Regions from separate parts of the Danio rerio genome. Here region 2 is linked to region 1. A link is a contact called in public HiChIP or PLAC-seq data. All regions are on one chromosome and are shown on one strand. The core of a region is the stretch at or near the end of the contact, and the rest is flanking DNA. Distances in the headings are between cores, read along the strand shown. Region 1 holds the start of tmem251 (transmembrane protein 251). Region 2 holds the start of prima1 (proline rich membrane anchor 1).

Evidence for each region. HiChIP or PLAC-seq counts read pairs in DNA pulled down with a chosen protein or histone mark.
Region 2: an H3K4me3 HiChIP or PLAC-seq map of gastrula embryo shows a contact between it and region 1, with 4 times the contacts expected there. The contact joins the promoter of prima1 here to the promoter of tmem251 in region 1. A contact is called at or near these places in 2 of 4 datasets of contacts at active chromatin or transcription factors (embryo and gastrula embryo).

Annotation. Positions count from the first base shown.
Region 1 is chr20:29,806,104-29,810,072 of GRCz12tu, forward strand. It overlaps tmem251 (transmembrane protein 251), which reads left to right and starts at 1,307. Exons shown (of 2, transcript NM_001033746.2): 1 at 1,307-1,410; 2 at 2,777-3,969. The coding sequence starts at 2,792. The coding sequence ends at 3,220.
Region 2 is chr20:29,957,451-29,961,803 of GRCz12tu, forward strand. It overlaps prima1 (proline rich membrane anchor 1), which reads left to right and starts at 2,837. Exons shown (of 5, transcript XM_073933294.1): 1 at 2,837-3,607; 2 at 4,045-4,128. The coding sequence starts at 4,120.

The DNA of each region.
Region 1 (3,969 bases), core at 57-2,556:
GGCAACGTTCATTCATTAATTCATTCATTCTATTGTGTCGTGCCAAAGTTGAAATGTTTCACAGGAACTATGTAAATGAAAGTAAGTGTAGACTTGTGATTGGACGTAATAAGTTTTTTATTATAAAAAACTTCTTTTATTGTGTTAATAAAACATTATACAGGCACATGGAGGGATCAATGACTGGGATGGATGCATGGGGCAGACGAATTGCTCCATTCAAGAATAAGCTAGAGTGACAACATTCATACTATATATTCTCAGTTAGACCCTCCTTCAATCTGAGAGAAATCATCCATTTCAAGTGCTTCAGTATAAAACTCATTTTTAGGTAAAATGGTAATTTTTTAATGTTCAGAAAATTTCTCATACTGTCTAATCTGTTTTCATGAAACATTATTCATTTGTATAATTGAAACCACAGTTTTCTTAGCTTTAAGTTAAGTTACCAAGCAAAGCTATTGTATCTCCCTAACAGACAGTTTAATCAGGATTGACAGAATTGGGACAGTTACAGCATGTTTTTATTACAATTCATTCTACTGGCATGTGCAGTTTTAATTGTATCACAGTTTTGGTGTAATTTTTTTTTTTAATTAATAATTACTTCATTAAATTCAAATGTCAAAGAAATAGCTGAATAAAGGTTCACTCTTGGTTTTCAGTAAAAATATATTTATTTATTCTCTATTAGGGCTAGGCCGATAAACGATAAAATTGATGTCAATAACAATATTCTGGACTTTTTTTTACTCTATATTGATATAAGAGCCAATCACACAGCTGTAATGTGCAACAATGGGTATTTAAAACTGTGTTGATATTAGAGATCTAAGTTACTCTAATTAGTTACATCTAATTTTTATGGCTTCAGTCATTGATGTATTAGCCTACTCCTTTAAATCTGAAACCATTGACAAAAAATATCAAAATATATATGGTTATCATTCAATATGGAAAATAATTAGCGAAACTGCATTTTTGCCATATCAACCAGACCTATCATAAACTGTGTTGTAAGTCTGTTTTTATACAGATAAACCAATCAGGACAAGTCATGATCCATAATATACCAGTGCTATTATATGACACAACACAAATTCAATTGCAAGCAAAATAAAAAATGGGGGTAAATGTTTAAAATCATTGTCCAAGGCAGTGTAATACTATACAGTAGTGGAGTGTTCATCGCAGTCTAGTTTGTACCACAGACATGCTCACGAGGGCGGTAAAGTCCTTTGCTAGGTTAATCATAAAGTCCTCGAAGATTCATGGGAACTTCCCGGATGTAGACATTCCAGGAAGTGAGTCCTATGACAACAACCCTGTGACAAACCGACGCTGTGTGCTTTGGCTTGAGGAACAAATTTTCTAGGAAACCGAGCAAAATGGATTGATCGTGTAATTACAGTAAGTAACAATGAGTGAAAACCATGTGGTAATCTATAGGACGGAGGCGTGTCGAGGTTTAATGACACACCAGTGCTGGTTAACAGCTTTGAGAAATCTCCAGATGGTGTGTGTGTGTGTTTGCGAGGTTATTGAGCTGGAAACACTTCCTCTTTGGAATATTTTTTCCAAATGTTTCCTGCTAGATTGTATTAATTAGTCTAGAAACTTGTTTCGTACAACTTTTAGGAAAGCTGTTTTTAATGTGCAATTAATTGTTCACCATTCGAGTTTCTGTTTACTTGTAGATTCAGTGAAAATTGTTTTCATTTTTATGTCCTGAAACCATTGATCACATGACTTCTATTCATACTGGGGCAAAATTGGTTTTATATTTGCACATTCAAACTTTCTCCCTAATATTATACTTTTAGAAAAGTATTCTTTGCAAATTCTAAACAGGAAACTCATATTAGCAGCCAGAGAATATCAAATTACATCATTGTGCAGAGCCAAGTAAATATTGCTGATTAACGTTAGGGATGCTTCGATAAGGATTTTTGCAGGCGATATTTAGTCCTAATTCCTTGTTATGGTGATCAGCCGATACAGAGTACAGATTCTAATGCTTTAAGCTTTTTAATAAGTATGATTCCTCTAAGTATGAACTTAATGAAAATAAATGAAGGATGCTGCATATAATACCTTAAACAATTCTCTTATAACTATTTAGGTATGAACATGTCATGGCCAGAAGCAGATTTACAGAAAATAATTCATTCATTCATTTTACTTCGGCTTATTCCCGTATTTGTCAGGGGTCGCCACAGCAGAATGTACCACCACAAAAATTAGTAATAAAAATGACAAACAATGCATTTTGGAAACACTGCAAATGATGAAAGGAGAATTCAACGTCTCAATCATGAAAAAGTTTGGAGCGGATATTTGATGCATAACAAGTTAAAATGCAGATCTAGAAAATCGAATACATCTTTACAATGAACAGAGGTCGCACCGCATCTCTGTGTATTTTAGTTGCTGTTAAAAGATCGCATCAGGCACCTCCTGTTGTGGCTGCTGTAGGCTATGCATAATATATAGGAGCGCATGTGCATCTACCTCTGCTTGTAAAGTCATAAACAAACCCCCTGCGATCAACTCTTGAGTAACTGGCAATTGCAGATCGAGTCATGAAATGTGATTATCTTTGGCCGATCGATCGGAGCATCCCTAGAGCTAATGCTGTTTTTGAAGTCATACTTCTATGCTATTTCTGACCGACTATTCAAAGTAAACAATATAGGAACTGTGTCACAAGTTATCACTGCACGAATATGTGAATATAAAACCAACTTTACCTCAGATTTGTCTTTGTTTTTCCCAGGGAAGAGCATGGAGAATGATGAATTTCCGTCAGCGGATGGGGTGGATTGGTGTCGGACTGTACTTGCTGGCCAGTGTCGCTGCAGTGTATTACATATTTGAGATCAGCCAAACATACAACCGACTTGCATTGGCACAAGTGGAAAAAACATCTGGAGCGCAGGCAAAATGGCCAGGAGACGCTTCATCCTCTTCCCCTTCTTCAACCTCATGGATAGTAACTCTGAAAACGAGACTTCTCCTCTTGCCCTTCTGGGTTTGGGCCACCATTTTCCTCCTTCCCTATCTGCAGGTGTTTCTCTTTCTCTACTCCTGCACAAGAGCGGATCCCAAGACTGTAGGATACTGTATTCTGCCCATCTGCCTTGCTGTCCTCTGCAACCGTCACCAAACTTTCACAAAGGCCTCCAATCAGATCAGCAGACTGCAGCTGATTGACACCTGAAGATGTGGGATCAGATCTTGGTGCCATGTAGTTTGGTGACTGTGGGGTTGAACGATACAAAAGTGCATTCAATAATTGTTTATTTTTTTCAGTCCTGACTTCTTTTTCTTTCTTTTTTTTGGTTATAGGAGTTAAATGAGGACTATATTTAGGACTTTTCTGTGTTTTTTCTTTACAAATGAATTGTTCCACACCAGTTTTTATTGTGTATTTTTAGCACTACAGACTACAGGCTTGTGATGTTTCATACTGCATCCTTTCAAGCCAAATGATGTAAGTGGTCTGCATTTTCATTGATTAGATTTATTAAAGAGGATCCACAAGTGTTTTCCATGTCAGCACAGTGTAAGGTACTTTTTAGATGTTTAATTTACGTTGAAATAAAATGACTTTTATAATTTAAATAAAATTTGATAATTGAAGTCCAAGTCGCCTAAATGGAGTCTGTTAAGCCATGGTCTAAGCTTTGGAGAATATTGTTGGGACCGCATGCAGAACTCTGATGCTAAACTACTTGAATTACACTTTTAATTGTGAGTGGACTGACTAGAAATCAATATGAATAAAGATGTGTCAATGTATACAAGTATATATGTTTCCATAGCATGAGGCCAATGGATTTGTAGTGTCACTTTAATGCTTCAGTTGTTGTTTGTTTCAACTCCAGCAGACATTTTGTTAGTGGAAAATATGAGAACTAGTTCCACTAACAGGATGTGTTTTCATTTCTTTAAACCAGTGTCTGATTT
Region 2 (4,353 bases), core at 1,587-4,086, 150 kb after region 1:
GAAAGGACTGTTGCAGAACAAGCTGGACTTCCTGGCATCAGGCTGTAGGATCAGCTATTGCCTGAATACACCCCTCCCTGTTCTGAGACCCCTTTTCCTATTTCTAATCTACTCTGCGTATGCCATGTCTCAACTAATGAAATGGCATTAACTTGGACTAGAGCCTATCACTAAAACCAAGCACTCACATTGATTTCTATTGACTATGTTTGTCCAGCACTCAGAAGAATGCACATATGATGCCCGCGTTTCCAATAGCATTGCGCTGGATTTCTGATCTTTTACGAAAAGTACACCCAGGCATGTGGATTTTAAATTAAAGCATTGACTAAATAATACTTGAAATTACTGTAATTGCTTGCAAATCGTTAGATAAAGTTGTGTTTAAGCAGCACTAAATAATTCTGCTGGTGTTTACCAGGTGAGTAAATCAAGGTATCCGCCAGTTCATTTTTAAAAGCCAATGAATGATCGCTGTGATTAAACGGAAGCAACACATTGGAGACACTGTGTCTGAGGTGCTGGCAGACTCTGACTCAGTCCATAAAACAAGACCTATAAATTAAGATTCAATTTATTCTGGGTGGAATTTATTGCTTTGGTGATTTAGTGGAGCAAGCTCATTTAGGATGATCACATCAGAGGGCTTCTCAGTCTAATTAAATCTGAAGAAGGAGGGGGTTTTAGTGCAAAAGTGTAAGCTGTCACCACACACGCTGCGGTTTGGTAAAAGAAGTGGTGGGAGAATTAATCAAAGTGTCATGTTTAGTTTACAAAAAAGATCCTGCCGATAATTAGGCAATAAATTTGAAAAAACTCATACGAACAACATTAATGATCCACCCCCAATAATTATTCATTTGGATTCTATTTAAAACCTTATTCAGGGTAGGTGTCATATTTCATTTTTCAATAATAAAAAGGCCTGTAAGAGGGACACACGTTCACTTTACAATTTTTAAGATGATTGTGTCTACCGAACAAATAGTTGTTTTAATGTGCAAAACTTCTATTTTTACAAGTCTTTATATTTACAAATCAATATTGACTATTGAAATTACAAGATTGATTATTTAGTTTATTAGACATTTCAGTTGATGAGTGAATATCTCTTGCAATGACCACAAAAAGCTTTGATATATTAGTAACAAAGATATTCAAACAAATCTGACAGATCATCCTATGGGCATCTCAGTTCAATCTGCAGCAGAGCATGAGTGAACATGATTATACCTTCCTCTTTATCACTAGTTATAGCACAAAATAAACATGAGTGGAAATCCCATGCAATCACTCAATCAAAGTCATAGTCCTAAAAAAAGTCAATAAAACATCTTAACAATTAGTCACAGCATTACATTTACTTCGGGCAAGTTTACAGTTCAGTGTACACAGCTTGTTAACCTACAAGCGCTATATAGAAATCTGTCATGCAAAACAAAATTCTAAGTGAAATAAAAGCCACTGTGTAAATTCTTCCAAAAATGAACTAACATATATAGTTAGTTTTACAAATCGTGTGTGATTAACATGTCAGTTTAAAATTAGTTTATTTTATCTATAAATTTAATACTTAAAGCTTCTTATTGTAATTTGCAGCCTTAACATAATGATGTTCAAGCAACATTTACATATAAGAAACTCCCTAAAGTCTACAGCAATAGTTGACATAGTTTTTAACCTTGTGAAAATTGTAAATATAACATAATTTATTTTAAGAAAGAGACACTCTTTTCCAGTAAACTACTGTTGATGTGTTATGAACAGAAAAAAAAACTAAAATTTGCATAAAAAGACCCATACACAGTGCTTAGCATTTATAAGTACACCCCTTCCAAATCTATCTTATAAATCCATATTTTTAATAGGAAGCTTTACAATATTTTTTTTGTGCATATACTTTAGATTAGTCAGTACTGAAGCCAAACCTGGAGCATATCTAACAAAATAACTAATGATAACGGTCCAAAAACTAGTACACCAAAATTTATTTGTTATAGAAAAATAGTAAATACAAATTCAAAAAATGGGAAAAATCAGAAGCATTTTAATAAGATTTTATTATTGAAATCTTTTAGATTGTCTTTTTTTGCAATATTTTGATTGAATTTAATTGTATTATCTTTCAATTTCTTAATATGTTTGGTGACTACAATATTAATTTAATAAATATATATATGTTTAATAAATCAGATTTGTTTAAATGCACCAAAATTCATTGCCTATATTCACTGAGAAATGGATAATAATATTCATTTTCAAAATGGGGTGTACTCAATTATGCTGAGTACTGTATGAACAGAAGTGTTCAAACAGTGTGCCTCCATACTATTATAATACAAGCACAAAGAATTTCATTACGCAATATCATAAAGCACACATTTAAGCTTGGCACTGGATGAAACTGTAGATTTAGACAACTTTTGTCAAACAATGGTTCTAAATATCCATCTTTAGTTCTGTCTAGCAACTGAGACAGATAAATCATGAGCTAAAGTGTGTAGTGTAGCCTCCTCCTGTTTCAGACTACTTCACTTTGCTCTAGTCTTTTACCACTTTTACCGCCTGTTACAAATTATTTATTTTGGCTTTCACGTCCTATTTCAGAATTAGATTGTAGCCAGTTGGATCATTTATTTAAGTGCGTTAATTAATAAATAGCTTTTTCCTGCTGTTAATCAAATCCCATTCGGATGGCATCACACACACAAAAACGTCCAGTAATTTACCACGCAGGCTAAAATTAAAATTCTGCCACCTAAACAAAAGCTGTGGATGGCAAAGTGCCCCCCTCCCCCTCGGCTCTCTCCCTCATCGCCTCAGCGTCTGAGTCTGCAGAGTAACATCCAACTCGCCCCGAAAACACGCTCACTGTCTGCCGCCGTGACCCAACCAAACATAACCCTAAGAGTCCTCGTTAAATGCCTCTTTTTAGCTCAATCCGGAAGCGATCGTAAAATTGCGATTTCCTCGCTAATGTAAATGGCTACCACATTAATAACAGCGCGTTATCATTGCGCGCGTCTCTCACTGGACGCCTTCACGTCATGTGCTGCTGTAGAAGTACTGAAGAGGTGAATCCCCAGCAGTCTACAGTTTTTTGGGACCTACTTGAGCACCGTGTGTTCTCCGTGGCGATTTGAGTTGCAGTTACTTCATCTCATCATGCCTGGCAAGAAATGAATCCTGATTCAGCGCTCGACTCGCACAGAATCGCGCGCGGTGAGAACTTTGCTTTGCAACTCTTCTGTGGATTGGGCACGCGCCACGGCAGCGCGCGGAGGATCAACAACTTTCCTCAGAAACAGCGCTAGCGTCCGTCCTATGTCGCCTCTAATCCGTCCATGTCACCAAGTATTGTCGCTCTAGTTGGACGAGAATGTTTCAGAGACAATTTCTGCTTAAACTCGTGGAAAACATCGTTGGTAAGCCTTGAGAAGCGGATATTAAATGACTTTTGATGCGCCCCAGACTCGCGTCCTCGCCAGGTGGACTGTGAAGAGACAGAAGAGGAATGTTTATCCGAAAATTATTGCCGCTGAATTTGGGTTTTTTGACATTTTTGTTTAGTCACTGCTTTCTCTCATTGTTTCTGCCGTTATTGCAGGTAAGTTGGACTGAGCAGTTGGGTCAGAGATGGTAACATTAATTCGTAGTTTTGGTTCATTGGCGAACCGTCGCGAAAGTGCACGTGCATAACGGTCACTGTGTCGCCGAGATTGATAAGATTCAAGCATATATTTGATTATATGTATATCTAGTTGTGTTTTAGTAAATACAATCACTGTCCGATTCCATTAATTTAAAATCTGACAACTATTTAAGTGACATTTATGTATTATTTATATGCGTACTATTATTTTGACCCACTGTCAAAGATGTTTACGTTGTAACGTTAAGAATTACAATTAAGAAGTACAATCAATTTTTGAGTAAAAAGCACATGGACATATGTCAAATTTTGACACTACACACCTAATAATAGTATTTACTACTACTAGAGAATGCACTGCTGTTTATTTAAAGAACATCTCCTGCTCTCAGTTTCAGCACCAGTTAAAGGGATAGTTCACCCCAAAACGAAGATTTGCTGGCAGTTTACTCACCCTTTGGCCATCCATGATGCTGGTGACTTTTTTTCTTTAGTAGAACATTAAAGATTTTTTGCTGAATCCAAGGCAATTTCAACAGTTACTGGCGTTTTGGATGTAAAAAAAAACAACATACACATGCAAGACAAAATTCATACCAGTGTCTGCTTCAGGTACATTAAAGTCTTATGAAGCAAGTAGTGTGCTTATCTGTGCCTCCGCAAATAGTCATGAGACAACAGCTTGAAGCACAAGCATCCTT